Regions from separate parts of the Athene noctua genome. Here region 2 is linked to region 1. The links are chromatin contacts, called in public Hi-C maps. All regions are on one chromosome and are shown on one strand. Each heading gives the region's core, a stretch centred on a gene start, on an enhancer-like site or on the middle of the called end of the contact. The rest is flanking DNA. Distances are from core to core; before and after follow the strand shown.

Region 1 (6,914 bases), core at 2,108-4,607:
TTATTCAGGAGGGTACTTCAGTAGATTTCCACATCAACCTCTTTGTTTCTCTTTTGAATTTTCCTTTTTTTTTTTTTTTTTTGGGGGGGGGGGGGGGTGTGCTTGTGAGGGGTTTTATTAATTTCAAATTTAATTTCAATCTTCCTCTTTAGGTTCTCTCTGCTTCTATTTCCCAAGGGTGCCAGAAAAATAAAAATGTGCATCCCATAGTTATTCCATCACAGTCGGCAAACTTGTCTGATATTTAAGGAAAATGATCTGGTTTAACCTCCTTAATCTACCCCAGATGTTAAAGAAAACAGAACTGTTGGTTACTCATGAAATGGCAGCCTTCCTTCTGAGCCAATATTAAATCAAACATCCTGTAAAGCGTTATAAGTATTGTGCTATGAAGTAAGGGTGTGGGGAGGCACAAATCTACAGAAAAAATGTGCAACTGAATCCCAATCATTGTCAGATAATAGAAGAGGAGCCTTCTGTACAGTAGAAACAATATTACCATTAGTATCTTTGCCAAATTCCACCATGCAAATTTACATTCCATCTAACTGGCTTCCCCTTGCAGTTTTAGTTGGATTCATTTGTCCTTCCTTTCTCTGGCAGAACTCCGATTTCCCTGCTCTGTTCACCTCCTCTTTAAGAAGTCCCGAAGTAATCTTTGTGCACGCTATTATCACAGCAATATTTAATATGTTCAAAGATGTAGCTATAAGCAATGTGCTGCAAAGGCAAATACAAAACTATCAAACTCTATGATGTAAATTAAATTACAACAGGACAAATAATTGATGACATTAAATAAGCAGCATCAGCTTGAAACTCACCAACTTTTCCCTGAACATATAAAGACATACCTCTGCTAGGAACTCTGTTGGTCCCCCATTCTGGATGTTACAAGGTCTGGCATGGCTACATTCACTACTGGATATGGTTACAGAATTATGAAATTCCCATCACTTACAAGAAGAAATTATGATTTCTTATAGATGAGATTTTATTTCATCATCTCTTTCTCCCCCTGTGAGGATGGGAAGGGTGTTTAAGAAGGATCTGCCATGCTCTCAAGATTCCTTTCTCTACTATGCCTTACTGCAAAGTGAATTTCTCATTCAGGAATACAAATTAAATGGCAATCCCTACACTTACTACTCACATTGAACTTGCAGTGTAGCACCTGGTTGTCTTCACTCTCTTCCTCCAACGTTTCTGCATTCTGCATGTAACAGTCTGCTCACTTGCAAATGCATGGTCTTGGTTAGTATGACTGCAACTAGATTAGTGGTTTTATTGCTATTACAAGCAGTCCATGAAAAAAACCCAAGATGTTCACAGAATCCCAGAATCATCTAGGTTGGAAAAGACCTTGAAGATCCTCCAGTCCAACCATGAACCTCACCCTGACTGTTCCCAACTCCACCAGATCCGTCAGCGCTGGGTCAACCTGACTCTTCAACCCCTCCAGGGATGGGGACTCCCCCCCTGCCCTGGGCAGCCCATTCCAACGCCCAACAACCCCTTCTGCAAATAAATACTTCCTCAGAGCCAGTCTAATGGTGCAACTTGAGGCTGTTACCTCTTGTCCTATCACTTGTTACTTGGCTCAAGAGACCCATCCCCAGCTCTCTGCAACGTCCTTTCAGGGAGCTGTAGAGGGCCAGGAGGTCTCCCCTCAGCCTCCTCTTCTCCAGACTAAACCCCCCCAGTTCCCTCAGCCGCTCCCCGTACGACCTGTGCTCCAGACCCTGCACCAGCATCATTGCCCTTCTCTGGACACGCTCAAGTCATTCAACGGCCTTTTTGGGGTGAGGCGCCCAAAACTGAACACAGGAATCGAAGTGCGGCCTCACCAGTGCCGAGTACAGGGGTAAGATCCCTTCCCTGTCCCTGCTGGCCACGCTATTGCTGACACAAGCCAGGATGCCATTGGCCTTCTTGGCCCCCTGGGCACACTGCTGGCTCCTGTTCAGCCGGCTGTCAATCATCCCCCCAGGTCCCTCTCTGACTGGCAGCTCTCCAGCCACTCCTCCCCAAGCCTGTAGCGCTGCTGGGGGTTGTTGTGGCCCAAGGGCAGCCCCCGGCATTTGGCCTTATTGAAACTCCTCCAGTTGGGCTCAGCCCATGGCTCCAGCCTGTCCAGGTCTCTCTGCAGAGCCTCCCTACCCTCGAGCAGATCAACACTCCCACCCAACTGGGTGTCATCTGCAAACTGACTGAGGGTGCACTCAATCCCCTCATCTAGATCATCAATAAAGATGTTAAACTTTGTGGCCCCGAAACCGAGCCCTGGGGGACACCACTCGTGACTGGCCGCCAACTGGATTTAACTCCATTCATCACAACTCTTTGGGCCCAGCCATCCAGCCAGTTTTTTACCCAGTGAAGCATGTGCCCATCGTTCCTTAAACTACAGTAGAAATTTTGGCTGACATAATAGAGATTGAAGTTCAGCATCCAAAATCCATAAGGGTCCATTCTGCAAACACTACCTACCTGTCCCCGTGCCCCCATGATCCAGCATCACAGTGCTTCCCCTTTTGTGGCTATGAACCAACCCACTCCTCCCAGCTGACAGGAGAAACGAGAGGTCTTCTCCATTGCAACCTGCAACAGCTGACTGGAGTTACAAACAAGTGTCAGTCTGTGGTGAGGGTTAAATCCTACCTGTCTATCAGGTTTACCCAAGTTACAGAATAACTACAGTCCCTACCACAGTACAAACTGAAAATATAGTGGCGACTGAATGACCATTTGTCCTTTATTTCAGAGGACACCCCTCAATTCATTTCAGTTTTCACACAAGCAGAGATGACTGAACCAATCTCCTCTTTGCAGCGTGATGCTAAGCAAGGTAACTACTAATTACAGCCTTATTTTCTGTAAAGGGCACTAGCCTTTTAAGAACAGTTTTAGACAAAATATTCCTTTACTCAGTCAAAATATTCCTTCTGCCCCATCTTACAGTTGGACACCTGAAATAAAAATAATAGGAAGCATATTCACAGCTGAAAGTTTGCCCATTTAAATGCAACATGAGCCCAGGCCTCAGGTTTTGCATTTGTGACTCAGGCAAGGAAACATCATGAAAGCAGCAAGTCTCCCCAAAGGCTCATTAACAGCTACATAAACAGGTGCTTGCTGCATCAGGGCATTTGGGCATTCAAAGGTTTTACTACAAAGGCCAGGACAGAGCAGCAAGTCAACTCCCTGGCTAGGTCTGGAGACAAAAGCCTTACCACAGCTTCCAGGGTTCAGCAACCTACAAAGAGGGGACGACTTCAGCAGCTGAGCAGATTCACTGTACTCGTGCTGGTGAGGAGCCATAAGGTGGTCAGAGCTGTTAGAGCTGTCTGAGAACCTGGAAAAAGAAATTTGTTCTTTTGAGATTTGACTGAGACCTACAAGAGAACATCTGAGGAAAGAAGAGGAAAAATTCATCTTGAAGAACTATGGTTTGTATTTGTGCAACATTTTTATAAACAAGGGAGTTGAAGTTTCTTCACAAAACCTTACATCAGTGACTTCAACATTTTCTTGTAGGTATGAACTGAGCTATTAGTGAGAAATGACATCAACCATTACAGGAAAGTTTTCTACTGCTTATGCACATATTTTGTAATTGTTCATGATGAACTGCCTGATATAAAATGACATATAAAGGGGACAGATAAAAAACATTTTCTTATAAAAGCAATTACCTTTTCTGTAAACGTTTGCATTTCTGAGAAAATAAAAATAAAATTACTATATAGGCAAAACCCCCCAAACATTATTCATATAGACTACTGGTTGTAAAAGCAAGTTAAATAATGTTCTCCAAGACTGATTTGTTGTTAAAATTATAAACCTGGAAGGGCAAGTCACTTGCCAGTAAAATACTAATTTTTCCTTCAATTCAGAAAGTATTTAAAAGCTTGGCTTAAAGAGTATATTTGTCTCCATGGCCACCAATGACTCATGATATCAAAATATTTCTCATGTAGTCCATTACTGTACAGCTGAAAGGGAAATCATTAATTGCCACCTCCTGATTATTTGCAATACAGCAATGAAACCATAGCAAGTATATCAGTAAACATAAGAAGTATAATACAGTCTTTCTGCTTAAGGAAAGGCTTCATTGGCTGCAACTTCTAAGTTCTGTAGGAGTTGACAAAAATGGGAGCAGAGGACTGGCACTTTCAGGTGACTAAACACAATCCTTCTTTCCCCCACCCCAGTGTCCTAAAGATTTATTAGGCTGGCATGAAATTAGCACAATCTTATACACCAAAAAGCAAATACTTTAGTTCACAAGGTGAAGCATACACCGGGACAAGGAACGAATGATGAATGCATAACTCAGTTTACCCTTGTAGACGAACATGAAGGGTAAAGACATAATCTTTCATGCACCAAATGTTTTTCCCTGCATCTCCAACAGCATCAGTGCTCAGAGGTCTTTGTCTCAACATCCCTGCACTGAGTGCCTCACAAGCAGGTGGAAACCACAATTGGTGGAAGTGAGATAGTGGGTAGAATTGTTCATAGGAATATAACATTGCGGCAAAACACATCAAGACACATTTTCGGTTCCAGGATGACACAGCCAAAATGAAGAGGAAGACCAAGCCCAGGATAAATCTGATAATCAGGATTCAAGACTGAGATAACAGAAAAACCTAAGTGTTTCCAGTTTGGTATGAACAGGGAAGCCCGTTTCCTGCAGTCTACCTAAACACAAGGCTATCATTTATGCCCCTGGAAGTTTCTGTTTCTCTGGTAGGTATGCATGTGCATGCGTGTTGTGTTTGCATGCTGACTCTCCAGCATGCCCACAAAAGCAAGACTCTGGTCTTCTTATAATGCAAAATTGTTTAGTGATTTAAATGTCCCATTTTTCCAGGCAGCTGTAGCAGATGGGAGTGAAAACGACAAAGATTCTGCTCATATAACATACCATCTTAGCAACTCATCCAGAAATGTAGTAATACAGCATTCTAAAAGGCCATCAAGCTAACTTAAAAAGGGCTTGTCAAGAAGCATGTTAGATCACATTGTGTATTGTTGTTTATACCACAAAAGAAACACCTTAGTGCTAGTACACCTTATGTTTACAAAGCTTATGCTAATGCTACAAAATATTGTGCCACAGAATTAAAATGAAAGAAGAATCTTTAAATAAGACAAAAAGGCAAGCAGAAATACCCCAAACTAAGCAAAAAAAAGTTACAATCATAACTGATGCAGCTGCATAGGGAAAAAATCACTATACAGAATATGAAAAGCAGTAAAATATTTCTTACTAGCACAAGCTAATAGCAGTCTAGAAGGGACACTGGCAATCTTTCTGTCCAAAAATTGGGATTTTTATCTAATTGCTTTCCAAATTAGGCCCATGTTTAGAAAAGAATTTTATGTTCCAACAGTGACCCCATCTTGACACATCATTATATTACGTTGCGAGAAGATGTTTCACCAGCACTTGCTCCGCCTCCCCCAGTGGCAATTAAGCATTAATTTGCTCTCTGAAAACTAGTGTTTATCTTCAGCACATAGAAATAAAATTGAGAAATATTTCGTGTGACTCTCTCCTTCAGGATGACTTCCTGCTTTTGGCCAGAAGGGGAAGCTAGCGCTATGTATTTTTGTCACACAGCTTGGATCAATTCTGAACACAGAGGAATTGAGTATTACTTCATCACAATCGTAAATCTACCCGGCAGAATTTTAGCAACCGGAGGAACTTAAACGCATTGAACATTTATTCAGTGTGCATTGAGTAGGTTTCAGAAAGTAAAATAAAAGAATCACACCTGCCAGCATGTAGTCCATCTCGGTTTTGGTTTGGAGAGTTACTCAGAGAAGATTAGCAGCAAGTGGCTGTAATCCTATTTAGGAGTCCTTTACAGATAATTTCTGTCAGAATTTTGCTGTTGCCCTCACTGTGATCACTGCAGTAAGTCAGGGATCTCCATATAACATAGGGCTTACATAGGAATTGTCATCTTATTTCCCACCTAAACCAGAAACAAAATACAAAGCATACATTTTAACCAGTAGTTTTGTTTCTGTGTTAAGACACCTATTCAGAGTATCAATGTGGGGAACAAACTGAAAACTTCATATGAAAGGTACGAAGAGTTGCCTTGTTGCATAAATTTGTGTTAAAGGACTTTATGTTTTATTGTTGGCAACTAAGAAGAGAAATTTGCAGTATCCACCCCAGATGACTCATGGTCATCAGCATCCTTTATCCTTTTCAGAACAGATTCAGCTGTATTTATATGGTGTTCTGCAATTTTAGTAGAGGAGGAGACAGACTGAATGACTGAAGTTTTTCTTTCTGATCAACTATTCTATTTCAGCTTCTCAGCATGAAACAAACAGCTGTTTATTTGATTAAAGCTAATCTATCAGTCATGATAGATGGCCTTTCTCACAGCACTGTGGAAAGAAACACCAGCAGTAGGACATCAAAAGCTGTATCTAGTTCTGTCCAGATTTGTATCTACCTGTATGTCCCTCACCTGGCCTAGACTCAGATTTTCCAGAAGTGCTCCAACTGTCAGCTCTCTGTTCAGCCAGAGGCAGACTATTCAAATTGTCAGTGGATGAAACATTTAAAAAAATGAACAGAGGAACGCCCAAAACGCCCAAATACAAGGTTGTGTTACATATATATATATATATATATATATATGCGCACACACACACACCATTCTTTGTCCTTGTTAGCCGCTTCTTCCAGGAGAATATATTCCTAGTGCTATTTCCTTCTCAGGTAACTAGACTGATACTAGAACATGATAAACAGATACTGAGTACTTCATTAAGGATGTTTAGTCACCAATAGTGGAGGTCTGACAAAGGCCTTACATGCCCATTAGATCTTAAAAATGACCTAAAATGATGAGATAAGCAAAAATTGATAGTGT
Region 2 (6,914 bases), core at 2,274-4,773, 130 kb after region 1:
ACACAATAGGAAGCTCGTGCTGTTGGTGTAGCAATACGGGGGTGTAGGTGATGTAAAGACAGGAGACATGAAACTGTGGGAAACTAGGAATCAGTATTTCTGCTGCTCCAAGATGAGCTATGCTTAGAACACAACCATTCATTACTTCCGAAACCTTTTAAGTGACTCTTCTTGCCTTACCTCTCAATATTTCTTGACTACACAGACTTACACCTTCAGACCAACATCTTCAAGACGATTTATAAAGAAGCATTCCCCAAGGGTAGAAGGAACAGCTTTTACCATGATATGCTTTTTATCATTTCTGTCATACTGAATGGTAACCATTTGGCTAGAAAAATCCAACCAAGGAAAATTTTCTTCCCCAAATTAGAGACCGCAAAGGGATATTCTGGCCAGAACCTCCTACCGCAGCATCCAAAATGCTTCTGGTAGAGAATTAAGAAATGTGACCATCATGTCACATGTGGCCCTTTTATCCTGTCTTTTTCACAGAATCACAGAATCAACTAGGTTGGAAAGGATTTCATTCTATGTGGAACAGTGTTAATTAGTTGCTCTCAAAGGAATTCATACCACAAACTCAAACCAACCCTTCTGTTGCTTGCTCTGTTGTGCTGAGATATTAAGCTGCTGACTGTGCCATCAGCTCATCATTTTTTCAGTACTGCCCACCTGAATGTTAAGTTCATCCTCGAATCTGACGTGGTATTAAATCTGCATGGAAGGAAAGCTCTTAAAATATCAGCCTGGGTTTTCTAGCCTTGACCAAAACTCTCCAGAAGGCAAAATGTTACATGATTACTACATTTTTGAAGAATAATAATTTTAAACTTGAGTAGACTGCATTTCTGTAGTTCCCTGAGGTGTAATGAAGTAATGTAGATCCTGGGAGTATATGATCTTTGATTTGTGCATAAGCACAGTCAGCTATAAATAGAATGCAGGAATAATGCAACCATTCTGCTATGATTGCACTGCTATTCTGTGACATGGTCATGAAATCAGATCAACTCCTCAACAGCAGAATTAAGACCAACTTGGTCTGTTGGGATTCTAGAGGACTTTCTGCGAGAGAATGGACGTGAGCAATCCTGCGTGAGAACAAGACTGATAAGAGCCTCAGCCAAGCAAGAATGCAATAAGAACGTGACCCTGAATGAGGGAGGAGAAACTCGACGAGACAAACAACCCCCGGAAGGGGTTGGGACGGAAGAGGAAGTTACACAAGGCAGGGAGCCTGGCAAGGCTGATGTGGCACTTTTTATCCAATCATAAGAAGGTTTAAAGCGCGGGCTAAGTTAACTGTCCAATCTTGAGGACTTGTACTGCACGTTACTTATGTGTGCGGGAGAACATTATAAAAGGGCTTTCTTAGTTGTAATAAACGGGCACTGCTTGATCACATTGGTCGTGTGCGTGCTCAGCTCTCCCACACTTGGTCTACACACAGAGATCCATCAATAAAATGGTTCATGTTGAAGACGCTCTTACTCCTCTGTGTTTAAGCCTGGTCCATTCATCTATGGCAACAGAAATCTTCCTACTGACTCAATTAAATGTTGGACTGAACTATTTATGGTACTTCTGAGGTCTGGAAAGGTTTATTCTTTCCTTCCAACAAGTAACAGCATCTGTTACTGTTCAATTATTTTGTATATGTATTTTTTAAAGCTTCTGCATAAGGGGTGTAACTGTTTTGTAGATGTCAGTAGGAACACAACCCAGGTAAGAAACTGTAAACATTCACAAAATACTCCAAACCCAAGTAATCGTTACTTGTCAGAATGCACACATCTGATGGGGAACACATTTTACCATGGAAGAATTAAATAAAGACTTTGAACAGGCTGTTCAGATTTGGTACAAGGGGTCTGGGACAACTCTTAACATCCTTGATCTCTCAACCTGAAGTCTGACAAAGATCTGACCTGGCACTATACCAAAACCTGCCATCCCCTCTTCATCTGTTTTCTCTTTCCCACCTTCTCCCTCTCTTGTGTCAGTGGTTGTGCAGCAAGTGCACAACAAAATGGTTTGAAGACGTGATCTCTCTGAAAAATAACGCAGGGGAAGGCCTGGCTGTCACCTGGGTCAGTTTTCTCAATGTGCTTCACTGTCCGGCACAAATGCAGACACACAGAGGCGCTACCAGCTTAAATGTGTGCCGTGCTGTTAACCTCGGAAACCTAAGAACATATAGGGATAAATGACTTCCACAGGATTGCATTTTAGCCTACTGTCTTCAAAAGTACTGTTCACATACTAGCTTCGATTTAACATGCACAGAATAGGGGAACTGAATTGCACTTTACCAGATAAGCCCAATAGTTTATATAATCTCATATGCTACTTCAACCAAAAATGGTCAATTCAAAGACAAAAATCTCATAATGGACTACTAAGCAAATAGGCAACCTAAAAATACTTTTTTTTTAACCAGACCATGTTTCTATTTTTTTTTTTTTTTTTACTGCGTCTCCTTAAGCATCAGGCTTTATCACCACTATTAATATTTATGCTAGCTAGCTTGAAGTATTTTTTTTATTAGGTCCCCCTAAACACTTTGGATTGATTATGTGTTTGAGTGATGACTTCCTAGACTGAATAAGCATTTTATTAAGAAAAAAACACCATATTTTAATTTGCAACACACTTACTTAATCTTCTCGCAACCTTCCCACGCCTGAGTTACAGACATTTTACATATTTCTTCACGTCCGTTATAGCATTTCTGAGAAAGAGCAATGTGATATGAAAATACACACTGTCACTGTAACAGCACGCACATACCGAGGGCAGAGTTTTAACAATTTTTCCTCTGGACAGCGATTGCCGGATACTCCCTCTCTCCTGTCCCACACTTGTTCTTCCGGGCTGTTAACTCATTACAAAAAAATACCTGTCAGAAAAACTCTTAAAAACGTTTTTCCTGTTGCATCCCACAGTCGGGGCGGGGAGTGGGGTGCCTACAGCTAGGCTAAAGTGCTGCTGGAGACAGCGGTGCTGTTAGGCAGCAGGTGTGAGGGCGGGCGGGCGGGCAGGGACCCTGACCCTGACCCTGACCCTGACCCTGACCCTCACCCTCACCCTCACCCTCACCCTCACCCTCACCCTCACCCTCACCCTCACCCTCACCCTCACCCTCACCCTCACCCTCACCCTCACCCTCACCCTCACGCCATGTGGGGTGGCCGGGGGGAAGGGAGACGTTCCCCGGCGGTACCACTGCGTCCCTCCGCGGGTGGCGACATGAGGCGACCCGCCGCTCGCCTCGGCACCACCCGGCTCCTCAAAGCCGTCCAGCGACGAAGTCCGGAGAAACAGCCCCGCCACACACACACACACCCCGCGCAACCCTCCATCTTCCAGCACCTCCGTATTCTTCCCCCACCGCCTCCTTCCTCCCTCCCCCGGGCGGAGAATGGTAGGAGCCGCAGCAGCCCGCACAGGTGTGGCCAGTGGGACAAACCAATAGCGGGCGGAGGGGGAGCGCCGAAGAGTGATGAGAGGGTGGCGAGGCGGGAGGGCGAGACCGGGACGGGGCTGGCAGCGGCCGCATCATCGGGGAGCGACGCGAGCGGAGCGGCCGCCGCGGGAGATTGAAGTGCCGGGGCCGCGGCGAGGCGAGGAGGGGGCGGCGTCGCTGCTGCTGCCGTGGCTCGGCGGGAGGGGGAGAAGAGAAGAGAAGGAGGGGGCCGCCCGCCCCTCCGCCGGTAAGTGCGGCTGAGGGGAGGGTGCGGGCCCCGCCGCGCCGTGGCCTCTCCGGGCGGGGAGTCCGGCCCCACAGCCCCGGCGGCCTGAGTGCCCGCGGCGGGAGGGCCCTGTGTCCTCGTGGGGCCCGTTCCTCCGCCGGGCTGCAGGCCCAGGGGCCGCCCCCGTGCCCGGCCCTGGCCTGGGCCGGGTCGCCCAGGCCAGGCTTGCGGGCTGAGAGGAGGCTTTTGGTGAAGAGGGAAGGGACGGGCGTGAGGCTGGGTGAGAGCCGGCCTCCTCCCGCCGAGGCTGCAGTGGGATGAGTACAGGCAGCCCCCCGCCCGCCGCGCTGCCCCTCCTCCCCCTTTGCGGCCCAGGTGTTGGCACAGGCCGGCCGTCAACTGAATCACAAAACTAATCTTGGTTTTAAAAAATTAAGTTGTGGTGGGGGTTTTTTTGTTGTTTGTTTGGTTTTTTTGTTTTGTTTTTTTTTGTTTTTAGCTTGAGTCAGCTTCCTGAGCTGATTCATGTACAGGCAGAAGAAGAGATTGTGTGAGCAAGAGAGGTTGGTGCAGAGGAGGAACTAGTGGCTGGAGCTGCTGCTTGTGGTAAAAGTGCCGGCTAGAAGTTTTAATAAACCAGCTTACTAATTAGAACATCTGTAATAACTCATGAGTTATAGTTTGGCCATTCTTATCTTGATAGAGCATTTAATGTTGAGGTATTTCAGGTGTCTTTTGGTGGAGGCATTTCTTCTGCCTTAGAAACTGTGCGTGTACTACAGGCTAGATAACCTTCAGTGAGAACTTCACCTTTCTAGAAACAGATTGCTTCTTGAATAGCAGTATTTGGAAGAATTAATCTGGGTCACCATTGCTTGATTGACTTTAGGAGTCGGTTGCTAAAAGAGCAGGCTTTTAAGAAACTGATAACTATATGACTTCAATTATTTAATTTTCTCAGTGTATTCCCTTCATCAGAACTACATTTACATTCTGTCACATACTAGATGACCTTGTGTGTACAGGCGTTCTTGAATTGAGCAGATGTGACAAAAGGTGTTTGCCCTTCCCCTAACCAACCTTTAGAATCACAATGACAAAAGGCTTAAATACGAGGGAAGACAAATTTGTAAACATGTTGGAGGATATTTCTGTCTCTTAACTGTGACAAATAGGGTGAGGAAAAATGGAATATTCCAAAGAAACTCTTAACTGGGTACTAGATTGATAGGTCTGAAAAGTGTCTTGCCAAATTGCTTTTATCTACAGAAGCAGCACCTCCATGCAGGACTCTGCTAGTCTGAGTTTAAGTGAATGTGGTATCTGAGTCAGTGTCAGCAATTGTTTGTAGTTCAGTTTTGTTAGATAACCTTTCCCATCTTCTGGTGAGAAGTTTGAGCTTTCCCTCCAGCTCCTCGCTAGTATTTTTACCTCACACTTCTTTACTTAAACATCTCCATGCTGCTTAACCAGTTCTCTGTCTTAGAGGTTTAGGTCATAGAATGGTTTGGTTGGAAGGGACCTTAAAGACCATTCTAGTCCCAACCCCCCTGCCGTGGGCAGGGACACCTTCCACTAGACCAGGTTGCCCAAAGCCCCGTCCAACCTGGCCTTGAACCCTTCCAGGGAGGGGGCAGCCACAGCTTCTCCGGGCAACCTGTGCCAGGGCCTCACCACCCTCACAGGAAAGAATTTCTTCCTTTTATCTAATCCAAATCTGCCTGCTTTCAGTTTAAAACCATTACCCCTTGTCCTGTCCCTACACTCTCCAATCAAGAGTCCCTCCCCACCTTTCCTGTAGCCCCTTTCAGTACTGGCAGGCCGCTCTGAGGTCTCCCCGGAGCCTTCTCTTCTCCAGGCTGAACACCCCCAACTCTCAGCCTGTCCTCACAGGGGAGGTGCTCCAACCCCCTGAGCATCTTTGTGGCCTTCTCTGGACCTGCTTGAGCAGGTCTGTGTCCTTCTGATGTTGGTGCCCCCAGAGCTGGACACAGCACTCTGGGGGGGGGTCTCATGAGAGCAGAGGGGGAGAATCCCCTCCCTTGAGGGGACACACTTCTCTTGATGCAGCCCAGGACACAGTTGGCTTTCTGGGCTGTGAGTGCACACTGCTGGCTCACAGTTTTCCATTTGCTAATACCCCCGAGTCCTTCTCCGCAGGGCTGCTCTCAATCCACTCTTTGCCCAGCTTGTATTTGTGCTTGGGGGTATTGGTGACCCATGGGCAGGACCTTGCACTTGGCCTTGTTGAACTCCATAAGGTTTGCATGGGCCCACCTGTCCAGGTCCCTCCGGATGGCACATCCCTTCCCTTCAGCCTGTCGACCGCACCACACAGCTCAGTGTCATCACCAAACTTGCAGAGGGTGCACTCGATCCCACTGTCGGTGTCGCCAACAAAGGTGTTAAGCAGTGCTAGTTCCAACCCCGACCCCTGAGGAACATCAGTCGTCACTGCTCTCCACCTGAGAGTGCTGACCGCAACTCTTTGAGTGTGACCATCCAGCCAATTTCTTATCCACCGAGGGGTCCATCCGTCAAATCCACGCCTCTCCAATTTAGAGACAAGGATGTTGTGTTGGACAGTGTCAAATGCTTTGCACAAGTCCAGGTAGATGACGTCAGTCACTCTTTCCTTATCCACCAGCACTGTAACCCTGTCACAGGGCCGCCAAGTTCTTCAGGCATGATTTTCCCTTTGTGAAGCCATGTTGGCTGTCACCAGTCACCTCTGTATTTTCCATGTGCCCTAGCAGAGTTTCCAGGAGGATCTGCTCTATGATCTTACTAGGCACAGAGGTGAGACTGACTGGCCTGTAGTTCCCTGGGTCTTCCTTTTTTCCCTTTTGTGCAGGTTTAAGCCCTGCCGGGACCGGAGAGCACGTTGCTGTTGCCCCTCCCCCACCCTCAGCCGGTCGGGCTGGAAGTTAGGCACAGACCCGGGCTAAAATAAGAAGAAATTTAATACAACAGAGTGATAAAACAATCTGAACAACAACAGTAGCAATGATAATAACAATGAACAAGACAAACAATATACAGAGAAATACTGCTAAATGGTCATGGAAACAGGTTCCCGCCAAAGAGCAAGGTAAAAAGTTTCCCGCCCCTGGACCTGACGCCAGCATGGTATGAATAACCCGGCTGGAGATCCCTTCCCCCTCTCTCTCTGCTGGGGAAACCTAACCCTATCCTAGCTGAACCAGGACACCTTTTTAA

The links. A called contact is a pair of places that touch in the nucleus more often than the background predicts.
Region 2: a contact with region 1 is called in a Hi-C map of liver, with 7 times the contacts expected there. The contact joins the promoter of OTUD4 here to the promoter of MMAA in region 1. A contact is called at or near these places in 2 of 2 Hi-C or Micro-C datasets (heart and liver).

What each region holds. Positions count from the first base shown.
Region 1 is chr4:35,745,630-35,752,543 of bAthNoc1.hap1.1, forward strand. MMAA (metabolism of cobalamin associated A) reads right to left here and starts at 3,358. Exons shown (of 7, transcript XM_074904995.1): 1 at 3,234-3,358.
Region 2 is chr4:35,876,358-35,883,271 of bAthNoc1.hap1.1, forward strand. It overlaps OTUD4 (OTU deubiquitinase 4), which reads left to right and starts at 3,524. Exons shown (of 21, transcript XM_074905000.1): 1 at 3,524-3,716.